Regions from separate parts of the Mus musculus genome. Here region 2 is linked to region 1. A link is a contact called in public promoter capture Hi-C data. All regions are on one chromosome and are shown on one strand. The core of a region is the stretch at or near the end of the contact, and the rest is flanking DNA. Distances in the headings are between cores, read along the strand shown.

Region 1 (6,391 bases), core at 1,710-4,209:
TGACCAGGCCATGCCAGGGCACGCCCGCCGTCGCTTTTCATTCCGGGCACAGGCGCCTGGTCGATGCCCTGCTGTCCACCCTCCCCTGCAAACGGCCCTCCTCCTGGCCCCCGCCCCCTCCACCGGCTTGGAAAAGGCAAATTTGACATTTTTAAATCCCGAGCCTTAGAGGGATCGATGCGGCCCGAGGGCCCCGCCCGGGGTCGATATTCCTGATTGGGAAGCGGCCGCTGAGCGGAGCCGGGGTGTAAATCACCCGGACTGGGGGGCGTTGCGGGGGGAGGAACCAGGAAACCTACTGAATCCCACGCGCGCTCAGCGGCAGCTGGAAGGGTCTCTGCTCAGGCTGGACCGAGGGCGACCGACTAAGAAAGACAGGATTTAAAAGAAGCCGAGAGGAGCCCACCCAAGGCCTCCCCCCTCCCCCGTCTAGTCCTGCCAACTCCAGCGGCCGACTCCGGTCTCGCTTCAGCGGCCGCCATCCTCCGTTGCCCCTGGAGCCGCGAGGGAGGCCGGTGTCGGAGCCAGCCATGCAGCGTCTCCTCTCCGGCCGCTCCCGCGGGGCCCGGGCTTCGGCGGCGGCTGTCACGGAGCCGACAAGCTGGGCTGGCGGGGAGGAGGCGGGCGGGGGAGGTGTTGGGGGCGGAGGGGGGCAGCTGGAAGCCAGCGCAGTTCTCGCTCAGTGGGCGCAACAGATGTTTGCAGAATAGAGGAGCGACAAGGTGGTCTAGGGTAGCGAGCGGCGCCGGGGTGAGGGGACCTGGGCACACTTAGGAATGAGAGTGCAAACCTGCGACGTGAGCAGGCGCTGGAGGGCGCCGGCCAGAGAGACTGGGGAAAGGCTAAGCAACTTTTGGTCCTGTCTGGTCATCGCCTCGGCCTCCAGTACCTGCCGCGTTCGGTTGGGGAAACCGAGGCAGCTGAGACCGAGAGAGGCCTGGAAGATGAAAAATCGGGGACGGTGGCGAAGGTTGGGGTGGCCATCAATTTCCTCACGGGTTTCTGTATCAGCCAAGGCCAGCCCTGGGCCAGTGGCGGGTAAATACGTTACTATGCCCTCGACAGCTGCTCACACGCTCCCCTCCCTCCCGCTTCAGCTTGTCAGATTCCCCCCACCCCCACCCCACCTCCCACCCCGAGCCAGTTTATAGAACAACAATTTGGGGAAAACAATCCCGGCCGAGTGACGGCCCCGTAATTGTGACAAAGTGAGTGCGGACGGCTGGAGAGAGCGTAGGGCGGGAGCGAGGCAGGGCGAGGCGCAGGCAGGGGCTCCTCTCGCCCACCCTGTCACCCCTGTTCTCATTCCGGTCACCTCTCATCCCTCTCCTTGACTCTTCCTCAATTCTTCTTCTCTAGGTCCCCTGTGCCTCCCTTCTCGTTTCTCCATCGCTCTGCCCTCTCCTCACAGTAATGGTCCTCCTCTCGCCCCTCACCCTCCACCACCCTCCTCCAGATGTGCCTTTTCCTCGCTCATTTCTCACTCTCTTCTCCGTCCTCCACTCTTTTCTCCATCTTTTTCACGCGCTTACATTGCCCTTGGGTCCCAGGGCTCTACGGCAAAAATCTGCTTCGCTCCCTCCCCAGTCCGTCCTTTCTAGGCTGGGCCCGAAGCCTTCATCCCTTTCGCGTTTTTGGACACTTCTGGGCCCCTCCTGCGAGCAGGAGACCTGGCTCCCCGGGGTCCCCTCCCCCTCCAGGCGGTTCGCACTGGGCTCCCGGCTCCCGAGCGAGTTTGTTTGTCCAGCGGCGGCGGCTGCTTCTGCCCGCGCTGTTTGCCAAGCTTAGCGCGCCGCCGCGCAGAGCGGGCCCAATTAAGTCTCATTCATTATTCAGCGCCCCCGTCCGCCCCCCGTCCCCAGCCGTGGCTGGGTTGTCGTTTTGTCGCCCCTCCTCAGCCCTAAAGGGGCCATATCTAGTCCCCAGCTAGAACTAGACGTTGGAGGGAGCTAAAACATTCTGCCCACTGTTGACAAGTGACCCTAAGTGAAGCCCACCGGCTCCATCCCTACCTCTAATCAAGCCTGGGGAATTTCGTAGATCCAAGCTTCTTTTAAAAGAAACTGAAGCTCAGGAAAGGGTGTGACTTGGCCAAGGTCACGGAGCTGCTCGGGGATTGTAGCCCGGGATGTTGAAGGCATCTTGTAAGCCAGCTCCATTCCAGCGTCCAAGCGAGAAGGCAGGCTCCTCTCCCCCGAGTCTCCCTGGGTTTGCCCTTACTCTTCTGATGGCTCGCCCCCACCCTGTATCCCTTGCTGGTGTGGGTTCCCCCCCCCCCCTTTGCTTCAGGCTACAAGGGTCTGAACAGCTTCTGGCTCTATGGATTCTGGGCTATGCAGGCTCAGACTCCCAGGTCTGGCTGTGGAGTCCCCTAACTGGAAGGCCTGGAAGCAAGGTAGTGAGGCAGAATTGCGGGTCTTGAGGGGCTCTCTCCTTCACCTCTGAGTGGATGTCTCTCCTTTAAGAAATTAGACGTGATCCTATAATGGCCGTCTTGGAGTACAGAGAGAAGCGAGACAGGGATCACCTCCCATTTGTGGCGGAGAGGAGAGGAAGTCGAGATTTTTAATTTTATTGATAGAGTCGCCCTTTTTCTCCCGCCAGGTAGCTGCACGGTTCGGACAGCTTTGACCAGGAATGTCCCAACCTTGCAAAAAGGAGATCTGGGACTTTTGGGGACCCTCCCTTCCGTAAACGGCAGCGCCATCTGGCGGTGTTAATGAAGTGCTGCAAGAGGTGCGCACTGCCGGGAGTGGGGCGCGGTTCCAGGCCCTACAGTGTAAAACTGGGTGAGTCTGGGGAAAGCTTCCCGTAGAGAGGGCGATCAGAGCCCAGGAACACAGGACCGGAAGGTGGCTACGAAGGGGCTGACCAGGGCTTTCGGGGCGGGGCCTGCAGGAGGTGGCCTGACTTCAAACACAGTCACCCAGCACTGAGGGACAAAGTCCACTTGTGTGGAGGTGAGAGCAGTTACAGAGGGGCCATTTTGAATCTGTGTTCAAAGGCAATGGCTGTTCTGAAGCAGCCTGGAAGCCTGGGCTGCCAGGTACTGCGGCCCTGCTGGGACTGCCTGAGGGTGAGTTTGCTTGAAGTAGGTAAGACGATTGGCAGGCAGATTTGATATTCTGAGGATTTTTGCGGCCGCTTTGTAGAGTGCCTTCGATCTGGTTGATAGGGATAGGATGGCTGGGCTGTGGGGTGCTAAGGTCTGGGTCAAAATGTTCTCCAGAACGTTTAAGTGGAAGGAGTTCAGGGTCCCTTTCAAATTTGGCTTGTGGGAGAACGGCATAGTCTGGGGAGATGGGAAAGCTGGAAAGGGCTTTGGCCGAGTTACAGAATGCACCCGCTTACACACACACACACACACACACACACACACACACACACACACACACACACACACACACGATGTTAAAGGAGTGAGTTTGGCTAAGACACTGGCTTTCAAAGGGGTTTGAAACAGTGAAAAAGTATTCTCTTCAGCCCTTTCCTGTGAGCCATTACTATTCCAGAGTCTAAGGGGAGGATAGAAATTTAAGCTTCTTTTTTCCCCCTTCTTATTCTTTCTCAATTTTACTTTATGTACACGGGTGTTTTGCTTGAACCTTTGTGTGTGCACTGCATGCACTCCTGATATCCTTGGAGACCAGAAGAGGGCATCTATGAGCTGCCATGTGGGTGCTGGGAATTTAAACCCCAAGTGACCCCTGGGTCACCCGTTAGTCCCAAGCTTTTGAGTTGTTGTTGTTGTTGTTCAGGCACCTAGTTCTCAGTGTCCCAACTTAAAGTCACTTAAAACATTCTCTTCCTGGGGGTGGAGAGATGGCTCAGCCGGTTAAGAGCACTGACTCTACCTGGTGGTTCACAACCATCTGTAATGGGATCTGATGCCCTCTTCTGGTGTGTCTGAGCACAGCTACAGTGTACGTATGCATAATAATGAATAAATCTTAAAAACAAAAACATTCTCTTCCTTGGACATGGTGGCACATGCCTATAACCTCAGCACTTGAGGAGGTAGGGGCAGGAAGACCAAGATGTCCTCAGCTATGGCCGCATAAGACCAGTTTGGAACGTGCAATAAGACTGTGCCTCAAATATCAATAAATTAATAATAAATAAATGAAAATATTTTAATTGAAGCATTTCCTCCCTTAAATATGGAGTCACTGTGATTGTAAATAACAGGACTGGGGTGCTAACGGAAGATAGGAGACATCTAGTACCTGAGAGACCCCGAGGTAGGGCTAGCTTGATTTTTATTACTGCTGAGCCTTTCTCCTTGCTTCACCTCTCAGGCCTAAGGATGACCCTCCAGACTGCAGTGATTCTCACAGAGGACCTTGAGATTTCTGCAATTTGATCAATGTCAAACGCCACTGGATTTTCTCTGAGACTCTTGCCCTAGAGGATGGCCAAAGGGCTGCTGATGACCTATGTCCTTTGGGCTTTGGGGGGTCCTGTTGGGCTCCACCACCTGTACCTGGGAAGGGACAGCCATGCCCTGCTCTGGATGCTCACCCTGGGAGGTGGTGGGTTGGGCTGGCTCTGGGAATTCTGGAAGCTCCCGAGCTTTGTGGCTCAAGCCAACAGAGTCCAGAGTTGGAAACAGAGGCCGGAAGAGGAGAGACCACCTCTCAGTCTCCTTCGCTTTGCTTCCCAGATAGTAGTGGGTGTCTATTTTGGTCTTGTGGCTCTAGTCAGCCTTTCTTCCATGGACAACTTCTATATAGTGGGCCTCCCACTGGCTGTTGGCTTAGGGGTCTTGCTGGTAGCTGCTGTTGGTAACCAGACCTCAGACTTTAAGAATACCTTAGGAGCGGCCTTCCTCACGTCCCCTGTGTTCTATGGCCGCCCCATAGCCATCCTGCCTATCAGTTTGGCTGCCAGCATTACAGCCCAGAAGCATCGACGATACAAAGCCTCAGCGGGGTCAGAGACACTTAGTGTGCGGCTCTACCGCGTGGGCTTGGCTTACCTCGCCTTCACCGGCCCTCTGGCCTACAGTACGATGTACAACACAGCTGCCACCATTAACTACGTGGCAGAAACCCTGGGTTCCTTCTTGAGTTGGTTCAGCTTTTTCCCACTTCTTGGCCGCCTCGTGGAGTCTGTCTTGCTTCTGCCTTGCCGGATCTGGTGGCTACTGGTCGGAGGTCCTGGCTTCAACAGCAGCCGGTTCCAGGAGTGGGAAAAGCTCTATGAGTTTGTCGACAGTTTTCAGGATGAGAAACTTCAGCTGGCTCACCAGGTAAGCCTTTCTTCCCTCTTCGGGTAAGTCTCCTCAGAGAGGAGAGCCTGTCTGGACTCTGAGCGATGGAAGCCCTGCAGGAGCTTGTAGCTTGCATGAGGGAGCTCTGTTCTGAGTCTGGCCAGCTATGCCTTGAAAGGGGATCCTGGCTTCTTTGGGCTTCATGAAGGTACATGAGGAAGACACATGAATAATAAATACTTTTGTTGTTGTTGTTTTGTTTTGTTTTTTGTTTTTTGAGACAGGGTTTCTCTGTGTAGCCCTGGCTGTCCTGGAACTCACTTTGTAGACCAGGTTGGCCTTGAACTCAGAAATCTGCCTGCCTCTGCCTCCCGAGTGCTGGGATTAAAGGCGTGTGCCACCACTCCAGGCTACTGTAACTGGGAACACACCAGAAGAGGGCATCAGATCCCATTACAGATGGTTGTGAGCCACCATGTGGTTGCTGGGAATTGATCTCAGGACCTCTAGAAAAGCAATCAGTGCTCTTAACCGCTTAGCCATCTCTCTAGCCTTTTTTTTTTCTTCTTCTTCTTCTTCTTCTTTTTTTTTAAAGACAGGTTCTTACTGTGCATCCTTTAGCTGGCCTAAACCAGGATAATATGGAGACCCAGGCTGGCCTCAGTTTGTATTCCTCCTGCCTCTGTATCATGAATGAATATTAGCAAGAAGTACCACCTGTCAGCTAGATGAGTTTTCAGTTAGTTTCTTTCTTTGTTTCTTTCTTTCTTTCCCTCATTATTTATTTTTTTTATTTATTTATTTAGTTTTTTGAGACAGGGTTTCTCTGTATAGCCCTGGCTATTCTAGAACTTACTTTGTAGACCAGGCTGGCCTCAAACTCAGAAATCCACCTGCCTCTGCCTCCGAGTACTGGGATTAAAGGCGTGTGCCACCATGCCCGTCATCCTCCTTATTTTTCTTTGTCCAAGTTTTCTTTATTCTTGACAATCAAATAAACTGGATCACCTAGTACAGATCTGACTTTTTGCATTCAACATTCTGTTTATAAGACTTATTCACATTTAACATGCAATTTGAAACAATCTGCGTTCATTGCTCTATCATATCCTGCCCAAATATTTTTTATTAGATATTTTCTTTATTTACATTTCAAATGTTATCCCCTTTCCTAGTTTC
Region 2 (5,752 bases), core at 25-2,524, 2.0 Mb after region 1:
CCCTCAGCCACTTCCCAGCTCCTGACCTTACCCATGGTCCCCTATCTGCCCCTTCCCAAGGAGGCGGACCTTAGACTTGGGCTGCAGAGGTCCCATGGGTCCTGTCCCACTCAAGACAGAGAGCCGCCGGCTGGAGAATGAAAGGCTTACCGGAAGCCATGGCATGTGGGAGGAAGAGTGGGTGTGAAGATGGTCATGTATCCAAGCTCCCTGTTCTATAGAGTGTAACAAAGCGACCACCACAATCTGGAAAAGCAGATACTGTAATCCATAGTACTGCAAGACATGGTCTGTCCTGACCCTGAAATTTGGTTGAGCCGGGGCTCTGGAAGGTCATGGGGCTCACAATTCAAGAAGCTGCTAGCATGTGGAGCTCAGCAGAGGAAGTAAGACCAGTGGGAGCCTCCCGCCTTTCTCTCCCCCAGCCTCTATCCTTGCCAAAGGATAGGGCACCTCTGTCCCATCTTGCAAAATCTACATGACAGGCATGACACCTTAGAGATTGCTTCTGTGTTCTCCCACTGGGCTAGGGCCACCCCTTCCCTAGCCTTCTCAAATATTAGCCGACAAACTCCTTCCTTGAGGAACTTAGATAGGCACCATCTTTTACCGTTTGAAAGATGGAACACTATGCTCATTAGTAGCGGGGGGGGGGGGGGGGGGTTGAAGCCCCTGGAGGTGTTAGTGGGGTCACAGCAACTAGCCTGGATTCCCAGCTGGTGGAACTACTTCAAGGTCCCCCACAAGGATATTCACAAGGCTAAGAGTAAAACTCAAGTCCTGCCCAGGAAAGCATAGATTTTCACCCAGTCCCAGCCTGTACTGCCGATCAGGAAGAGGAAGAGTGTCCTGTCTTCCCCATCCCGAGCCCTCTGCCCAACTCCCCAGCCGCAGGTCCCAGCCTCACAAGGTTCCATGCCCCAAATTCTAAAGCTCCCCATCTGGTAGTTGTGCCCCGCCCCCATCCCGTGGTTGGGGTCCCAGCCCGGCTAGACAAAAAGGACACGGCTGAACAGAAAAGACAAGGTGGCCTTTCCCTCTATTCTGGCCACCCCTGACCTGAGGGAGAGGAACAACTAACTGTCAAGCCTTGAGGTGCACAGACCAGACTGACTCAGAACGGACCTATCTAGGTTTCTTTAGCCCGAGGCTGAGCGTTGATGGCCAGCACTGTGGACAACGGAAGGGAACAAAAGTATTAAGGGTGAAGGGCTGGAATTTGGAGGCAAAAAGATTTAAGCCAACTGGAGAATCCAAAGGGCGGAGCCAACTCTGGAGCAGACACTCCCAGCCCAAACTCAGCTTTCTTAGCGCTGTTCCTTAGGAGTGAGCACAGGTAAGTTGGCTGCTACCTCACGCGGGTCCCTCCCTGAAGCCCTCACGAATCTAGATTTCTGCCTCTGGGTGCAGGCTACCCTCTCCTGGCCTAGAGCGACGCTTCCGCAGCTAGCTCAGTCCCTACGTTCCTACCCAGGACGCACGGGACCCCAATGCCTGGGTTCGAAGCCTGTCCCTTCGTGGCAGGGAGGGGCTGGGGTGGTCGCACTCGGTCTGCAGCCCTCTAGAGCCGAGCCCTGCTGCTGGGAGGCGTACTGGGCAATAGGAAACGAGTTATTAGGAGGGAGTGGTGGAGCCGGGCCAGGCAGGAAGAAGCTAGAATAAGAAACATTTTGCTCCAGCCCCTTCCCAGTCCCCGGAGGCCGCCGCGCCAGCCGCGCAGATCGAGACCTTTCCCGGCCCCACAGGCCGGCTCTGGACGTGAGACCCCGGCCGCCTCCGGCAAGGAGAGGCGGGGGTCGAGTCGCCCTGTCCAAAGGTGAGTCGGAGTGCCGCTGGGCCGGGCAGGGAGACCTGTCCCTGGTCTCAGGGGGACCCTTCTTTATGTGGATCTCAAAGACCTCTCAGACGGCGCGTGGCAGGGTCAGTTTTAGCCGGGCAAGACAGTCAGCAGTCCCCTGGTTGTGGACACACACCTCCCTGCTACCCCGACCTGAGCGTGGAAGGGGGCGGGTCGAGCACGGATGGGGAATCAAAAAACTTTTTTTGCTAGGTATCCTGAGGCCTTTAGCTTCTCTTCCCTGCCGAGATTAACTCTTCTACCCTTATCTATAAAGGTAAAACGGGACTGAAAGATTCTTCCCTCCTGAGCTCCAGGGTGCTCTGTTGACATAGGAGCGACTTCCCTTGCGGAACCTCCTCATAGAGACCACTTAACCTGGCACCCCAATCCTTATCTCTATAGGGTCACAGAATTCCCCTGCCGTGGGTGTCCTTGACATTCCCCTTTAGGGACTCCTGGCCCTCCCCCAGGCTGAGATCCAGGCAGTCAGTCAGCCCTGCAGAGAACAGCTCTGCTTTCTTAGGTCTTCCTTTGAAGGACACATTCCCCTGCTCACGAGCAACTTCTGGATGAGTTCGGCCCCCTCTCTGACCCTCCAGGGTCAGTCTGTCTAGGGGGTCTGTCTAGGGTCTTTCCTCTCTGGATCCTCACCACTCTAGCTGGCCCCCCACCTGTCTTCACAATTATCCTTCTTTGTTGTGGGTGGTTTTGCTCACACAGCCTATCAGATGGGAGATAACTGTGCCCAGCTTGTGGAAGAGAGGTCAGCTTCAGGCTTTGGATGACTCTGAGAAGGGTGTCAGTCAATGACATCAGGAGACACCATGGTTGGGAGGTTTTTTGTTTGTGTTTGTTTGTTTGTTTGTTTTTGATACAGAGCTGGCCTCAGATTTTCAGTCCACCTGATTCAGCTTTAGTCTCTTTCCTGCCCTGCCTCAGGAGGCTTCTGAGTGCTGGGATACAGGTCAGTGCCGGCACATCTGGCTGCCGAGGGCTTGCTCCGTGCCACTTGCCACACAGTTGAGTAACTCTCGTGGGTCTCACCTGGGAAATGGTACTCTTCTTATGCCAATCTCCAAGCTGTGAGACGTAGCTGCCACAGACCACCCTAGCTAGGTATGGGGGTCCCTGGGATGTGGGTTCTCGAGGCTAGGTAGGTAAGGATTTGGCGGTGACAAACAGAAACAAACACAGAGGCCAGGAACAATACTCAATACTGCCAGGAACATGCCTGTTCCTGGACTGTGAATGTCCCATGATTCTTACCTCCTCGCCATCTTAACTCGATGTGTCTCTGTGGAGGAGTCTGCAGCACTCTGACGAGGTCCTCTCCTTACCTGAGAAAGTATTTTTTTTTTTTTTAGAAAAAGGATAGAGAAAGCTTACCTGCCTCGAGCCCCACATTGAACCCCAGCTTCCACGGACCACCCCAGTCGGGTGCTTGCTCAGGGCCAGTGTGTTGGTCTGTGTGCTGTATAGGAGTCTCTCCTTTCTGCAGCTTCCCGGTCAGAGATCTTAGTCACTTACAATTAACTGTGGTGTGAAAACAGTCAATGGGAATTTCCAGAACTAGGGAAGATATATATTTATATATATATATATATGTATATATATATATATATATATATATAATTTAAATCCATACTGTCTCCAGAATGTAGCGAAGTCTCACCTCCCCTCACCTCATCGGTCATATGAATCATCTCTTTGTCCAGTACATCTATACTGTACACTTTACCTGTCAGTCACCTAGTAGCTGTCAGGGTTATCAGATTGATCGAGAAACCTTTATTTTAGTCAACCATGGTCTCAATTGCAAGCTCAGGGGTGCTGGTGACTCAGTACACCAAGGAGAAGCTTTATAATGCTCCCTTTAAGTAAAAAGACAGAGGTCCTGGCTATAGCATATTACTATGGGTATTGTAATTTCTTACTAATGTTGCTGTCTCCTGGGTCTAATATACAAACTAGACTTTATTACAGGTATGTTATAGGTAGAGGGGACAGGACATGCAGTTTGGGTTTCATGCACCCAATGTGATTCAGGGATTCATCACCGTCAGATGAGGGGGAACCATTGTGCCGTACTGCTTACAGAGGCTTAAGACTCTAAAATCCAGGCTGTTCCATCCTATTCTACCACTATAGACTTAAAGGAATATGCAGGTGAATACCGAGACTGGCTGCGTCCAAGAGGCCAGTAAGTGCACAGCTGTGGAAGATAGCTGAGTTTCCACTGTGCTTCCCTACCTTAGGATAATCACAGTGTGGCAGAGCCCTACTGCTGATAGAAACAGGAAGACTGACAGCCACCATCCAGGCTCACTCCTCTCTGGGTCCTCACCTGACCCTCAGAAGGTGACTGAGAAGAAGTCTGGCAATGAGTAGGTGGTTTCCGGGCAACAATATTTGGAGGAGGGCAGCAGTCACTGACACCACCAGGGGGGCGTGTTGTTAATGTCTGCAGAGACCAGGACCCCTTTTGCCTCTTTGAGGGCCTCACCAAACTCTAGAGGAAGAGCAGTGATTGAGGAAGGATTAGTTGTTGGCCACTTACGTTTAGCGCCACGCCATATTTAGCACTGCTTCCTGTAGGAGTGTTGCGAGGCTCCAAGGAGACAAGCCCCTGCGGTTCAGTGCCTGGTGCAGAGTGAGACCTTAGGGCACCCTGCCTGCCATGACTTCCCTGCGTTAAGTTGGTCTTTGAAAGCCGCTTAACATCTGGGTGATGTTTAACAACAGCGGTGACGCTTCTGTGTGCAGGAGATTTTTTTCCTGTGCTTTTACTAAGGAGGAAAGGAGACGCTTAAGACCGAGATTTACTCCCACGCCCACCTCATGCTCAACCCCAGATAGGACGAGGTTAGCTCCGTCTGTCACAGCCCCGGGGCTGCACCAGGGTGACTTCTGCTAACCTTTCCCTACGCTGCTGATGTTTAGAGATGCTTTTCACCCACCTCCATATTCACGCTCGATTTGCGGTGTCACCAACTCCCTGATCCTATAACATTCTCTTTCTTCCCGCAGACATAGGGAGGCACCGGGAAAGGAACTAAGAGTCCCTTCCATCTCTCCATCCATCTAGCGATGCCCCATGAACAAAAGCACAGGAGACAGGTTTGGCTCAGTGCCAGACACATTTCTCAAAGCCTGGTGCCCACCCCAATGGATCAGAATTCCCTGGGGAGACCATTTACAATACATGCCTTCCCTTCCTCCTTTCCTTCCTTCCTTCCTTCCTTCCTTTCTTTTTTTTTTTTTTATCCCCTTCATTTTTGACTTCTGGAGTCATATCTTGTTACATAACTGAGGCTGGCCCCAGCATCTTAGATCTTCACTTGGTATTCCCAAATCTCCGGCCTCCACAGTGCTGGATCACAGGCATGCACTACTTACTGTACCCCAACCCAGTATGTTTCTTGCTCGTCTCAGACAGACTGAATGGAAGCCTGGAATGGCTGACAGACCAAGGGATCTACCTAGCTAACCCACTGCATGGGGTTCCAATACACAGAAAGGAGGCAAGTTGGGGAGGTGGAAGCTTGATAATATGTCCCAGAAAGATGTCTTGTTGCTAACTAGCTGACTCCCATCTCAGGTAAAGTCTGCCAATAATGGCTTCCTGCCCCAAAGCCTTGGAACATGCCCTGTCTGCATTTATCCACAAAAGCCCTTCGGAGTCCTAACTGGCTACTAGCTGGGGCAAGAGGCAGGAGGTCAGGCAGAAGCTGGGACACAGCTGCGGCAGTGCAGGTCTCTATTTCCTTCCCTGGACCGGGCCTCTGGGTAGAGGAAACCCAGGCAGGAAGGCCAGAGCCTCCACTAGAAAGCTTCACCAAGACCCTCAGCCTGACCCTAGACATCCTGCCCCCAAAAGCCTCAGCATCTTGGGTCTTCGTTCAGTACCAAGCT

The links. Promoter capture Hi-C pulls out the DNA fragments that hold promoters and counts their contacts.
Region 2: a contact with region 1 is called in a promoter capture Hi-C map of hippocampal neurons, with 3 times the contacts expected there. The contact joins the promoter of Acvrl1 here to the promoter of Dnajc22 in region 1. A contact is called at or near these places in 2 of 39 promoter capture datasets (hippocampal neurons and liver) and 1 of 9 other capture datasets (embryonic stem cells).

Annotation. Positions count from the first base shown.
Region 1 is chr15:99,096,525-99,102,915 of GRCm38.p6, forward strand. Dnajc22 (DnaJ heat shock protein family (Hsp40) member C22) reads left to right here and starts at 2,960. Exons shown (of 3, transcript NM_176835.2): 1 at 2,960-3,076; 2 at 4,299-5,251. The coding sequence starts at 4,412.
Region 2 is chr15:101,127,248-101,132,999 of GRCm38.p6, forward strand. It overlaps Acvrl1 (activin A receptor, type II-like 1), which reads left to right and starts at 1,275. Exons shown (of 11, transcript NM_001277257.1): 1 at 1,275-1,336; 2 at 1,680-1,816.